Regions from separate parts of the Danio rerio genome. Here region 1 is linked to region 2. A link is a contact called in public HiCAR-type data. All regions are on one chromosome and are shown on one strand. Each heading gives the region's core, a stretch centred on a gene start, on an enhancer-like site or on the middle of the called end of the contact. The rest is flanking DNA. Distances are from core to core; before and after follow the strand shown.

What was found. HiCAR-type assays count read pairs that join an accessible place to other places.
Region 1: a HiCAR-type map of caudal fin shows a contact between it and region 2, with 3 times the contacts expected there. The contact joins the promoter of parpbp here to the promoter of igf1 in region 2. A contact is called at or near these places in 2 of 18 Hi-C or Micro-C datasets (caudal fin and hematopoietic stem cells) and 2 of 4 datasets of contacts at active chromatin or transcription factors (caudal fin and pancreas).

The regions. Positions count from the first base shown.
Region 1 is chr4:17,936,940-17,943,193 of GRCz12tu, forward strand. parpbp (PARP1 binding protein) reads right to left here and starts at 4,673. Exons shown (of 11, transcript NM_001040380.2): 1 at 4,581-4,673; 2 at 4,184-4,341; 3 at 1,799-2,032; 4 at 1,597-1,704; 5 at 268-438; 6 at 18-172. The coding sequence starts at 4,336. nup37 (nucleoporin 37) reads left to right here. Exons shown (of 11, transcript NM_001002619.1): 3 at 6,230-6,254.
Region 2 is chr4:17,895,716-17,902,514 of GRCz12tu, forward strand. igf1 (insulin-like growth factor 1) reads left to right here and starts at 2,935. Exons shown (of 5, transcript NM_131825.2): 1 at 2,935-3,185; 2 at 4,264-4,423. The coding sequence starts at 3,138.

The DNA of each region.
Region 1 (6,254 bases), core at 3,423-5,922, 43 kb after region 2:
AGGAATTAAAAGCTTACCTTGGATTAGGGGTTTCTCCTAAGATGTCTTGACACTGGTCAACAAAATTGAGAAATTCCGATAAACCCTTTACATGCTTCCTTAAAGGGTGGGACTCAGGGGGGGCGTAACCCTTTCCTCCCAGCTGTATGGCTCTGACAAATGATGTTACTGTCTAAATACATAAAAAAAAATCATTAGCAATCACATTAAATGTCTACTTTAACAAAAAAAGTGTGCATGTATATAAATAGAATTCTAATAATTCACCAGGAAAAGAGATGAGGCGCTGTCGCAGGCGGCATGTCTGAGATCAGTGAAGGCGATGTGGCCCAGCGAGCGATTGGGATTGTCCAGAGTGTATGTGAGGGCGAGATCATTCTTTGAATTCACCAGAAGGCCCAAATAAGAACAAAAAACCCTCCTGACAACTCTCTGTATCTGGAAAATTGAATAACAATTTAGCGGGATAATTGGGATTGTACTTAAAAACATATGTTAATCTAAAGGGTAAATGGTTTGTTTTTAATAGGAATGTTTCATACTCTTCCGATCGGCAATACTGATGAGTCAGTTAGCTGACTTGGACTCATGTCGTATGGTAGGACAGGCTTTTTCCAGAACCCCTTAAGCCTAAACAGGCCAAGCTCATAAACTTCATCACCCCCAGTATAACAGTGGCAAAGCCCAGGGTCTACTCGCACATAAATCACAGCCCAGCAGAGCAGCTGTGAACAGAACTGGGCAAGAGTAGCCGTAGTTTCAACACACTATACAAAGTGCTTTTAAAACATCCCGTTCTCGTTTCGTGATTCTGAATGAGACGATATTCATAAGAGGCACATCTCACTGAGTGAAATTAAACAGGAAACAAAAGGTAAAAGCAAGCCAGGAAAAGAAAACTAGAGTAACAACTCAGCATGAATAAAAAGTGCCAGATTTAATTAATCCTTTGTGTTTTGTATCCAAGACAATCTCGTGACAAATTATAATGTATTTGCAATTTAATTTGTACAATCTACTCTTAAGTCCAGTGGCATAAGTACAATAGTAACCAATACGGTCGTTGGGTTATATTCAACCCATAATCAATTTGAAACAACCAATAATTTTTAGAGCATACAAAAAATATAGATTACCTGCTAATTCAAAAACAAATTAAGTTTTATTAAAGTTATTGAATGATTTTTAATATAACAATCCTTCAAAAATATTGGATATAGCCTATTCTTGTAGGCCTTTTGTGATGTTCATTTATAAACATTCTTATCTTTATGTTTGTAAAACTACAATGTTCTGTTTAGGCTATACTGCTTTATACTATAATAGGCTATACTGCTAGAGTATAGTTAGAGGAATCACTTCCTGCCCTCCATCTGAATTTCGTGTGTCTGAATTTCGATGTCAATGACGTCATGTGAAAACAACCCATACCATGGAAGACATTGGCTGTTTTCCCCCCTCAGTATATATTCATTTGGGTTCAACAGAAGAAAGAAACTGGTTTGGAACAAGCGAGTATGAGTAAATGACAGAATTTGACATTTTGGGTGAACTGTCCCTTATTTTCAATCTTCTGCTAATAAATTCAACACTTACTTGTGGACTACAGTCTGCAGCCTTGCAGGATGGAGTTGCAGGACATACTGGTTGACTTGGTTTCTCTGAACTTTCATTTTCTCCAAAGAGAAATTGAAACATTTGCATCTAGATATTGAATGAGAATACAACACAGATTACACATCTTTAGGAAAGACGACTGTTAGAACAACTAAACGTGAGGCCCATTGGCAGCACTCACTGTGGTTAGGGGCTCCTCGGGGTCCTCATTTAACCGAAGCTCCTTGAACATACTGAAGACGTCAATCAGGTCCACAGTATTGGTGCGCTTCAAAAAGCAGTCGTACTCTTTTCGGATGAGGTCATAGCTCTGTGGAAGAGGTATATCTTTGTGGGATAACTGGAGCTTATCCAGAAGGAAGTACTTCCAGACAGCCAAGACTTCACTTAAGGCAACGCCAAAGTCCCCACGTTCCTGTCAGTAAAAGAGCAAACACAGGGACGAGGACATTACGCACAACCACTCCAAAGAAAATGTACAGATACGGAACAAAATGTACCTTCCAAATTTGTGTGAAATGATTTGGTTTTCCTATCGCAGAAGTTCAGGAAAGTGGAGTTTAAAAAGCCACAAAGTGGATATACAAAACAGTCAGTCCGAAAAATGGTTATACATATATTTTTTCAATTACAATTTGTGTTAGTCAGCGTTATTTTATGGACTGTTCCACCGAGAATAAGTCACTCTGCAAATTTCACATAATCAAATAAAATATTAAATAATAATAATAAAAAAAGAATAATTTCCATGTTTGATGTTCATGTAAAACCACAAAGTTCAAAATTCTAGGGCTTGGTAAGATCTTGTTTTTGAAAAATGTTAATAATGCTACAATTATTTGATCAAAAAAGAGGAGTCAAAACTGTGATTTCCTAAAAGAAATTATGTAAACGTCTGCAAGGAAATTTAAGTTAATATATGTATATATGTATATATATATATATATATATATATATATATATATATATATATATATATATATATATATATATATATATATATATATATATATATATATATATATATATATATATATATATATATATATATTTTTTTTTTTTTTTTAATGTCTAAATAACTATTTACAAAAACTAGAATAAAGAAATTATTTTACTGTAGCCAAAATCACAGATTAAAATGAAATTTCCTTCTGTCTTTAAATATTGTTTTCTAGTGCAAATGTCTAAGAATTCTTAAATCAAGATTTTACAATTATACAAAATCTTGATTTCAGTGAAATGAATCAAAATGATACAAGCAAGAAAAATGCCTCCCAAAAGGCTTATGAAAGCCACATTTAATAAACTGTATTTTAAGCCACACTTACCAGTTTTTGTTTGTTTGTTTTAGTTTAATCACTAACTATTTTTTTTTATTGAATGGAAGTAATTATGTATTACTTGTATTGGGGAAAACATACTATTTTTACAGTGCATGGAATAATAAGGTCCATGACTTCAAATTTAATTATTCTGCTCTGATTAAAGCTCTTTTAAGGCCTCAAATTGTGGAAGAGGTAAATTAAGATCAGGAGGAAACCGAGAGGGGTCTGGATGCAAACCTGGTGCAGATGCAATCTGAGCTGCATGCAATGCTTTTTAATGGCCTCACCTAACCCCACCCCGTACTAGGCATAAGACGATAACCAGTTTCAAGGTTTACTGCAGTTTGGAAAAGTTAAGGTTTTAATACCGGTAAAATGTGCTGTTATACTGTTCCCAATGTATATGTCATGTTTTTTAAATGTATTTTAGGTGTTAAAATAAAATTCTGAGAGAAATCTGTTTTTGAAATTAATTTAGATAGCAGAAGTAGATGATTTATTTAAACTATTTAGCTTGACATTTCTATTGTTGCAAAATTTTATAAATGTTTCTTAAAATATAATAAATTGTGTATAATGGAAAAAAAAAGTTTTGTTTTGTTTTACGAGACATAAAAAAAAAACACATTTTAGAGCAGTAATCACAATACTGTGGTACTGTGAAACCATGGTATTTTTATTCAAGTTTATCATACCGCCAGAAACTTATACTGGCCCATGCCTACCCCTTAACCCTCACAGAGACTTCACTAGCTCCATTGAGTGCAATGTGTCTGACATTACATCGCTGAGAGATGCAATCTCAGCTTGCATCATAAAGGCTGCATCCGGATATGATTGAGGAAACCTGTAAAATGTTAACTCAAGTTATGTCCAAGCTCAATTAGCAGCAAGCAATAGGCATACTCCAGTCTTCAGTGTCACGTGATCTTCCAGAAACTATTGTAATGTGCAAATCTGATGCACAAGAAGAAAAAAAAAACATCTTTGAAACCGTCTTGACAACCATCTTGAAAATAGTTGCTGTTTATTAAAAAATAAGTTATTTTTTCAATAATTTCTTTGAAATCATTTTTTTAAATTTTACTGTCCTCAAAAGGTAATGTATACCACTGATCTACATAAAACACTCATTTACAGACCTCAAAAACAAGTGTTTTGCTATACATTTTAAAATAATATATTTTTTTTAAAATAACTTTCTTTAACTGCTGGTAATCGATCTAACAGTGCAACATTACCTGCTTGTTTACTCCAGCTATAGCAAGTTGTAGGACCATCAGCATCCCATCTGCCCCTTGGATAGTGGTTCTCTCAGAGTCTAACACCCTGTGGCACTCTCTCCTGAAGACCCTGGCCATCGTTCTCATTCTTTCCTCCATAACCACCAACATTCAATCTTTGCAAAACGTACAAGAGGGCCAGAAAAATGGATCAGATCAGCACTGAAATGATTATGAGCAGACAGCAGAACATACATGCAAGCCCAGCCAGCATCACCTAGCTTTCCAACTCCACCACTGAGCTAGAACAGAAAGTCCAAAGACATAAAGCAAATCACAATAATAGTCAGGAACAAGAGGAGCCCCTTTACACTTTATTAGGAACAGAGCCTTCAATCCTCCTAGGTCAACTTACCAAAACTGATATTTAGACGCGTCCTAGGTCTCTAATGTGAACCATATGGGGAAAACAAAAAGACGCCAGTAGATGTTAGTTATTATAAACTGGTCCGCTGCCTGTAGATTTAAATCCACATGCCAGTACGCCTAGACCAATCACAGGGGGAGTTGCGTTGGCCCCGCCCCTCCAAACGGGAAGTCATAAACACAACACAACAGTCCTGTTTTCTTTCAAATCTAAATCGTTATTCGTGTCGATTGTTGACAAGAAAAGAAATAAAACTCATGTGGTGATGTTGGGGAACACGAGAACACTTTTTATATGAGTGTAGGTCATTTCCCCATGACTGTAAATCCGATTATGTGATTTCAGTTCCTGCAGAGAAATAAATAAACGCTCTTAACGTTAGTTGTAAAAGACTAAACTATTATTCTGTGCATTATATATTTGTTTATAACGTCGGTGTGTATTTAAAGCATATATAGTATACTCACTAACAGGAAAAGGGTACTTGGCATCTATAAATGCTGTATATTTTTTGTGATTTAACACATCTCCGAAAATACAAAATGCATACAACTCCATAAGTCCCACACTGGATGTTAATAACAAAAAAATGTCTTTGTTTTTTCAATAAAATTAAAAGCTGATCTTTTTTCTATGCGCTAACGTCACGATGACGACACTAACCTGGAAGTAAACACGCGCGATCACGTGACCAGAAAGCGCGCTGAGAACAAGCAGCTCGTGTGTGTTTTCATGCTGCAGAGATCACTCCGCCAGACTGCCTTCTGAGTTCGTACATGTGTAAAAGTTATTGCAGGTTTGTCATATTTATCTTTAATACATATTTACATGCGCGAGCTATTCGTGGGCTTGAGTCGTTGCACGTTAGCCAGCTGTCTGCATTCTGAAAGAAATATACTATAGTAAAATGAAAGGATGTGTGCAAAGAAATCTAAAGTGTTATAACTTATATGTAACGCATTATAACGGTAACATGATGTGTATGTTTGCTTATAACCCTTTAACTGCCTCAAGAAATTTCAATTTTTTGATCGCATTTATTAACTCCTAAGTAAATTAACACACTCAATGAATGTTTGAGAACCTCTGCCTCTAGATATGTCGGTATATGGTAAAAGATCTGAAATTAATACATACACTATGAAAAAATGAGAATATATTAAGTATATATAGGACCAATTTATTTAAAAATATGATCAAAATAAAACATTTGAATACTAAATCATCTTTATTTATTGAAGTATGCCATAAACATATTTCAGATTCTCATCTAACATGTTTTCTTGTGTTTTTTTACAATAAAACCAAGTGTATTAGAGCAACAGAATTATGTTTGTTTATTTTTTAGTTTTTTTGTAAACCAACAATGCTGTGTGTGTAAACATTAACAGTCATTATTTAAAACTGTCAAAACATGGTCATCCATTTGGTAGAGCAGGCAGTCGAATGGATCATTCTTATTGAAATAAATAATTTAAAAAGTGTTGAATGAAGGAAACAAAACTATTCATAACTGTGACAAACTATAACAACACATTAGAATAATATTTTACAAATTAGTTTTTCTCCTTATAAAATGCATATTTACTTTGTCGTACGTTTTCCTAATTTCCTTTTTTTTTAAACTTTTTTGAAAGGTTAGGCAAACCCATTTCTTCTCAA
Region 2 (6,799 bases), core at 1,685-4,184:
CCAGAAGCAGTAATACCGGCCATCTATTAACATGTCCCTCCACATTGACTGCCGTGTCCCCTTCCAACCACTTCTCTGAGCGTGAGAGAGAGACTATACTATGTAAGCACTCCTATTGGCTCATCGAGCAAACTACGAGATGGTATTAGTGGAGAGAAATCTTCTCCCAAGTCTCAGTGAATGCACTGTCTGTTCATCGAAGCAATGAGAGAGCTCATTCCTCTGAGGTCAGCCAGACCGTGCTTTGACAAAACCTACCCAAGAAGCCAGGCTAAGCATCAATCATCTAGACAGGAATTATATCAAATAAATACTCAACAACCTCTTTTCCTCCGATTATGTTATTGCAGTGTTTTACACGTGTACGCACTGATGAGTGTGGATAATGTGGTTCAGTTTATAAATCGTATCAGAACGATTCATTGTCACATCTCTATGTAAAGTGATGATGGTTGAAAAAGCCTTGGACGGATTTTACAAAAAACAATGCAGGTGTGTCCTAACATATCAGACCACAGTTTATACATAATGCAATATAAACAGAAAGCATATAGCTGCAATCTTTAAATTAATGAACAACACAATCAGTTTGAAGGAATATACTAATGCTAATAAGCTTCAGTAGAAATCAGATTACTTTGGCATTCTTTGTTGAATTTCCTAGAAATACCACCTAAACAATAGTTATAACAATAATAATATAAGTGTAGGCTACTGAATGTAAATCATCAACCACATAGATATACGTATAACAATATCTATGTTTGTTTTAATTGCGCAAGTACAATATAACAGCTTATAAAGTGTATAAAGCAGCGATAGCCAAAATAGGGCCTACGTGCCAAAGTTGGCCCATGGTAACCTTTGATTTGGCCCGCCATCCAATCTGAATTAGAATGCCTTCAATAGAGATTGTCATTTCTAATTTAACATAACCATTGTTGAGCTACAAAAAAGTCAGCTGAAATGAAATGTTTCATTTTAATGTTGTGCATGAACATTTTTAAAAATGTTACTCGAAGATAGAAAGCAATACATGTGAAGTTTATTTATAAACTAATTTTGAGAGGATCACGTGCTTATGATTGAACACGGCTGGTCTTGCATTAGCTATGTATGATCCACCAATCAGACGATTCCTAACCCACTATAAAGAGCCAGGTTTTTTCACTACAGTCATCTTCGATTAAAAGAATCCTCCCTTCCACCCCTACCTCTCCACATTTCCCTTCACAGAGCGGCAGGGCGGCCCAGTGGCTGGCACTGTTGCATTGCAGTGGGAAGTCACTGGTTCTATTCCTTTATCAGGACTGCTGTTGTTTCTGTGCAATCATTTTAGCCATCAACTCTTATCAAGGGGAGTTATCGAGATCTACCTGAGCTCAAAGCTTCCCTCTCGCCCTGCAAACGGGAGGGAGCCCAGGGCTCAAGGACCTTTTGGGCTCAGGGCTCTCTCCCGGGACAGCATGCCAAACTTGCTTACAATTAATCATCAGCTAAGTATGAACTCTTGAAAAGACATCGACGAGCAAATCAAGGCAAAGGCAGGTTAAGCTTGATTAGTGTATTTAGCATTGAACACCATTGTGTTCTAAATGTATTTGTTTATGTTTTTATTGTAAGAATTTCTTAATAAAATGTTAAAAAAAATTACTTATTTATTAAAAATTACTTATTAAAAATTATTATTAATATCATTGAAGTATTTTTTCTATTTATTTTTCAATATTAATAAATTAGGAAATTACCCTGATAAGAAAAAGTTTGGGCACCCGTGGTCAAAAGTGTTTGAGTAGGCACCAAAATTGTAATATACTGTTAATAAAAGGATATTACAAATAATTAATTATACATTTATCCAGCTTATGTTTTATGCAGTGGATTCCCTTCCAGCTATATATATATATATATATATATATATATATATATATACATACATACATACATACATACATACATACATACATACATACATTCATTCATATATATTTATATATATATATATATATATATATATATATATATATATATATATATATATATATATATATATATATATATATGTGTGTGTGTGTGTGTGTGTGTGTGTGTGTGTGTGTGTGTGTGTGTGTGTGTGTGTGTGTGTGTGTGTAAAGCTGGAAGGGCATCCACTGCGTAACACATAAGCTGGATAAGTTGGTGGTTGGTGGTTCATTCCGCTGTGGCAACCCCAATTTAATAAAGGGACTATGGCTGAAAAGAAAATTAATGAATGAATTAATAAATAATGAACTAAATAAATAAATGTTTGATGTTTGCTTTGGCATTATAGGGATTTTGGTGAGTGCGTGCGTATGTAGGCTGTGCATATGTATGTCGCAGTTGATTGACAGGTGTCAATAAGTATTACTTCAGAATAAAAATATATATTTTCATTTGTTTAAAAGGTGTTAGCGTAAGGCATTTAACTCGAGCTGCGTAATCATATACCACTTTAGGATACTTTTTACAGACTCTAAAACAAGAACGTTAGGTTTTGTTAATTATTTTATCTCAGCTGTTTTATTGAGGCACGGCATTTCTATATAAATGTATTTTAAAATATATGTTACCCTTTTAAAATTTACAGCAGCTATAATACCAGCACTGACAGATAAGTCAGCTGAGAATATAGAGCGGTGATAAAAAAGACACCGTACAAATTACGCACGGCAGTCGGTCTGAATTCAACTTCTGTCCCTCTCTAAAAACTCACCACTTTCTCAACCTCTCATATTCGCTTTCATTCTGCAGTGCAATCTTTTCTGCTGTTAGTGAGTCCTAGAAAGATCCAAATTCGAGCCTATTCTAAGAAACAGATGACGTTATTTGACAGGGTGCCCAAAATCCTTAATGAGTAACTTAGCAAGCGGAGAAGGCAAATGCTGCCCCAGCTGTTTCCTGTTGAAAATGTCTCTGTAATGTAGATAAATGTGAGGGATTTTCTCTCCAAATCCGTCTCCTGTTCGCTAAATCTCACTTCTCCACAACGAGCCTGCGCAATGGAACAAAGTCGGAATATTGAGATGTGACATTGCCCGCATCTCATCCTCTTTCTCGCTTTTTAATGACTTCAAACAAGTTCATTTTTGCTGGGCTTTTGCTGGAGACCCAAAGGGATGTCTAGCGGTCATTTCTTCCAGGGGCATTGGTGTGATGTCTTTAAGGTAACTTAACCTATTTCCTTTCAGAGCAAATAGACACTTTGGACTTACCATTATGGCTTTAATTTTTCACTAAAGCAGTATTTTAGATAAAAACTGAATGATATTTGAAGACAATTTGCGCTCACATTTAAATATGAGCAATGACTACTCTGCGTCTTTACGCATTAGTCAGTGCATGCAAAAGTATTTCACGTTAAAGATCTGACAGCTGCAGTCTATTATGGCAAACTTTTCAGACTTACGACAGATTGCATGATGTGTATGGTGAGTCATATCATGATGCACCAGGGAGTTCATTTGCGCAGTGCACTAGTCACCAACTTGTATATCCAGTCCTTTAAAAGTAAATATTGCTGAGTCGACATGATTAAGGGCTAGGACTGAAGGTTTTGCTGCGTACTTGTGCGTTGCGCATTATATTCTCTTTATTATGTAAAGTGCTTCCTCTTTGGGTTTGGCGGCTTTGCAGCTTTCCAGTTCCACCTCACGTATATGTAGGTGAACCACAGTTTTATCCAAACCCCCAAAAATGCATGCTTTACAAAAGCGCTCTTCTTTTACCGGACACTTGGTTCAAGCAGCAGTGTCCTATTGGCACGAGCGAGAACCAGGCGCTTCAAAGCGCGCGCTGGAGACATTTCCGCGCGCGTTTGTGGAGAAGTGTTCCGAAATAACGCGCTGCTTTAGCGAGATTGTGTGCGGATGGAGGAGTAAAGAATATCTGATAGGGAAACACAATTAAAGTAAATGCACGCGCTCAAAAGTGCACTCTATGCATAGACAGGTGCATTTGATCAGATTTGGTATTTTATTTTTTAATCAGTAGAATATCCAGACACCTGCCTTTGCATGATGTTAGACGTGTAAAAGCAGATGAATGACAGTAATAAATGTGCAGATGATAGACAGTGAAATACAGCATATATGGGGGAAACATGCATGAAGAATAAAAAGTGAGGAAGAAAATTAATTAAAAAATAATAATAATGAATGTCAATAAAATTGCATACTGTCCTTAGTTTTTTTTTTCAGCGTGTGATTGTAATGTGTTTGTGGTTTGCCTCTCTCTGGGATGCAGTGTACCATGCGCTGTCTCCCGAGTACCCACACCCTCTCACTGGTGCTGTGCGTCCTCGCGTTGACTCCCGCGACTCTGGAGGCGGGGCCGGAGACGCTGTGCGGGGCGGAGCTTGTAGACACGCTGCAGTTTGTGTGTGGAGACAGGGGCTTTTATTTCAGTAAGTGCACTTTTTATTTATTCATCAACTGCATCATCTCTCTCTCTCTCTCTCTCTCTCTCTCTCTCTCTCTCTCTCTCTCTCTCTCTCTAGTTCCCCACGCACTAATGCGCCACTCATGAATAAGAAAAGCATCCTTTTTTACGTCTTGCTGTCCAGTTTTTCAAGTATTGCCCTTTTTCTGTTTGCTTAATTAGTTTCAGTTTGATTGGGTAAAATGTTTACAATCAAATCAATCTAATTTAACCTAACACTTTACTTGTCAATCAATGCTTCTGGTCTTATACATGATTCATCATGGCCATAAATTTGTATATTTATAGGGTACTGTGTAAAAATGGAAACGTTTTTTCTTTGCGTGTGCAGAAAGAATAGGAACACTGTATTATGCACTCATTTCCATGTCAGTAGGTGGCGATGTAACATCTGCTCACGTGTGGTCCAGCAGTTATCAATTATTTAATTTTTTAAAATGTTGCAGGTATGACAGGACTGTTTTCGCAAAGTCATTTTTGTAACTTGTAGTTGCGCAGAGAATATTGTCCTGGCATTTTCAAAAATTTGCTTTGGGAAGCCCAGATCTAGTTTTCAGGCCCTCAAAAAAATAGTGTGAATCATTGCCCAGAATGCATAAAAACTTGAGGTTCTAGTAGACGTAATTTGTCAGTTCTTAATACAGTTCCCACTTTTTATTATCAAAACAATTTTCAAAATGAAAAAGAATAGATATCAGATTCAATCTTAGATATGTCATAATTTAACCAAAAAAAAAGTTTACATTATTGCAAGGTGAGGTGTTGCAATGCCAAAGAGGCAGCTGAGAGAAATGTGGCAGCTGACTGATGCTGGTGTATTACAGTTAAAGAAGATCAGCCAGATGCTTTGCTCCCAAAATGAGGTTGCTGGAATTTGGCGGACACAAGTAGGCAGGGCGAATAAATGTAGTGCACATCTTATTTCCAACTGAGTACGGGGGACTACCCAAAGAAAACCATTCTGGATCCTAGACTTACATCTCTCTTTTTCCACAAGCCATGAGAACTGCTGAGTCTTGGGTTATCCCAATCAGCTTTAGGCAGAAAGTTTCAGGAGCTCTTGAGCTTGTTTGCTTTTTATACTTATTCATATACTTTACCTATCTTGATTGTGCATTACTAAATTGTTATCTGTAATATGTGTTTGGCAGGGTTGTGCTTACTAATAATGAGAACTTACTGTACAACACTTTGACAAACACAATAAAACAAAGCATAATTTCAATTCCATAGGAAATATTCAAATTTATATTTTTTACCCCAAACATTAAATATACAACCCTTAAATGTTACTTAAACACATTTTCTTCTGTGCAAAACAAAAGTAGATATTTAGATAAATGTGCAGACCGCTCCATATTTTTTGCTGAAAATCCCAAAATGTTTCTTCAGCCAAATCAAGTTACAATACATGTTGACAATATTTCTAATAGACACAATGCTGATATTACACCTTCGTGGTATTGTATGTATTAGTTTAGCAGAATATTTTACTGAAATCTAATGCAAATGTATTTATACATTCATATAACTACGCTACCAGACCAACTCACACTTAAATTGCTTGTGAGTGATCACAGAAAGACTTTAACCATTTTAAATTATGGTTTACACTTGGCAGCCTATTGAAACAGCTGCTAATAAGGGATCTATGTGGTTTGAGCATTGACAAGTTTTCTGTTTCTATACTATCTGCGGTGTTCACTTGCAGAATAAATGTCAAAATGTTCATTTTTTAGGTGAACTGTATCATGAGGAAACATGAAATATTATACTGGATATATTTTATAGCAATATTTAATTTCTAATCTTAGATTGTTCCTGTCGTCCTGTAAAATCAATTGCCCCTGTCTATGACATCTGATTTCAGTGGTCCAACTGAGGCCAGTTACATAAAGTGCAGCTATTCTGTTTTTAAGTTTTCCATATATATATTCTATCTTTGTAAATTACCTGATGAGATATTTACGAAGTGCAAATGTCTCAAGGAAGCATGAGAGTCTCAGGCCACCGATAATGACGTATGAAGTGATTATTTTGACAAGTGGACAGAACCCGCACCGAGACACTTTTTATTCACTTACTTTAACAGCGAAGCAAGATTGAACTTCAAGTTAGAGTTGACATTTTAAGTTTCCAGTCAACAACATTTGAGCTTTTAGTGGTCACAAAGGAGCTGGCTGGATCGCTCATGGCTGTCAATGGCCATGTGTTTGTTTTGTCAGTACAGAGCCCAAAATAAATACGTTTATGCTAATCTGAACTTTCCGTGAAATTATTGCATCAGTGTGACAGGTTCGGTGAAGAGCAAATAGACGATTTTATACAGATCATTTGACTT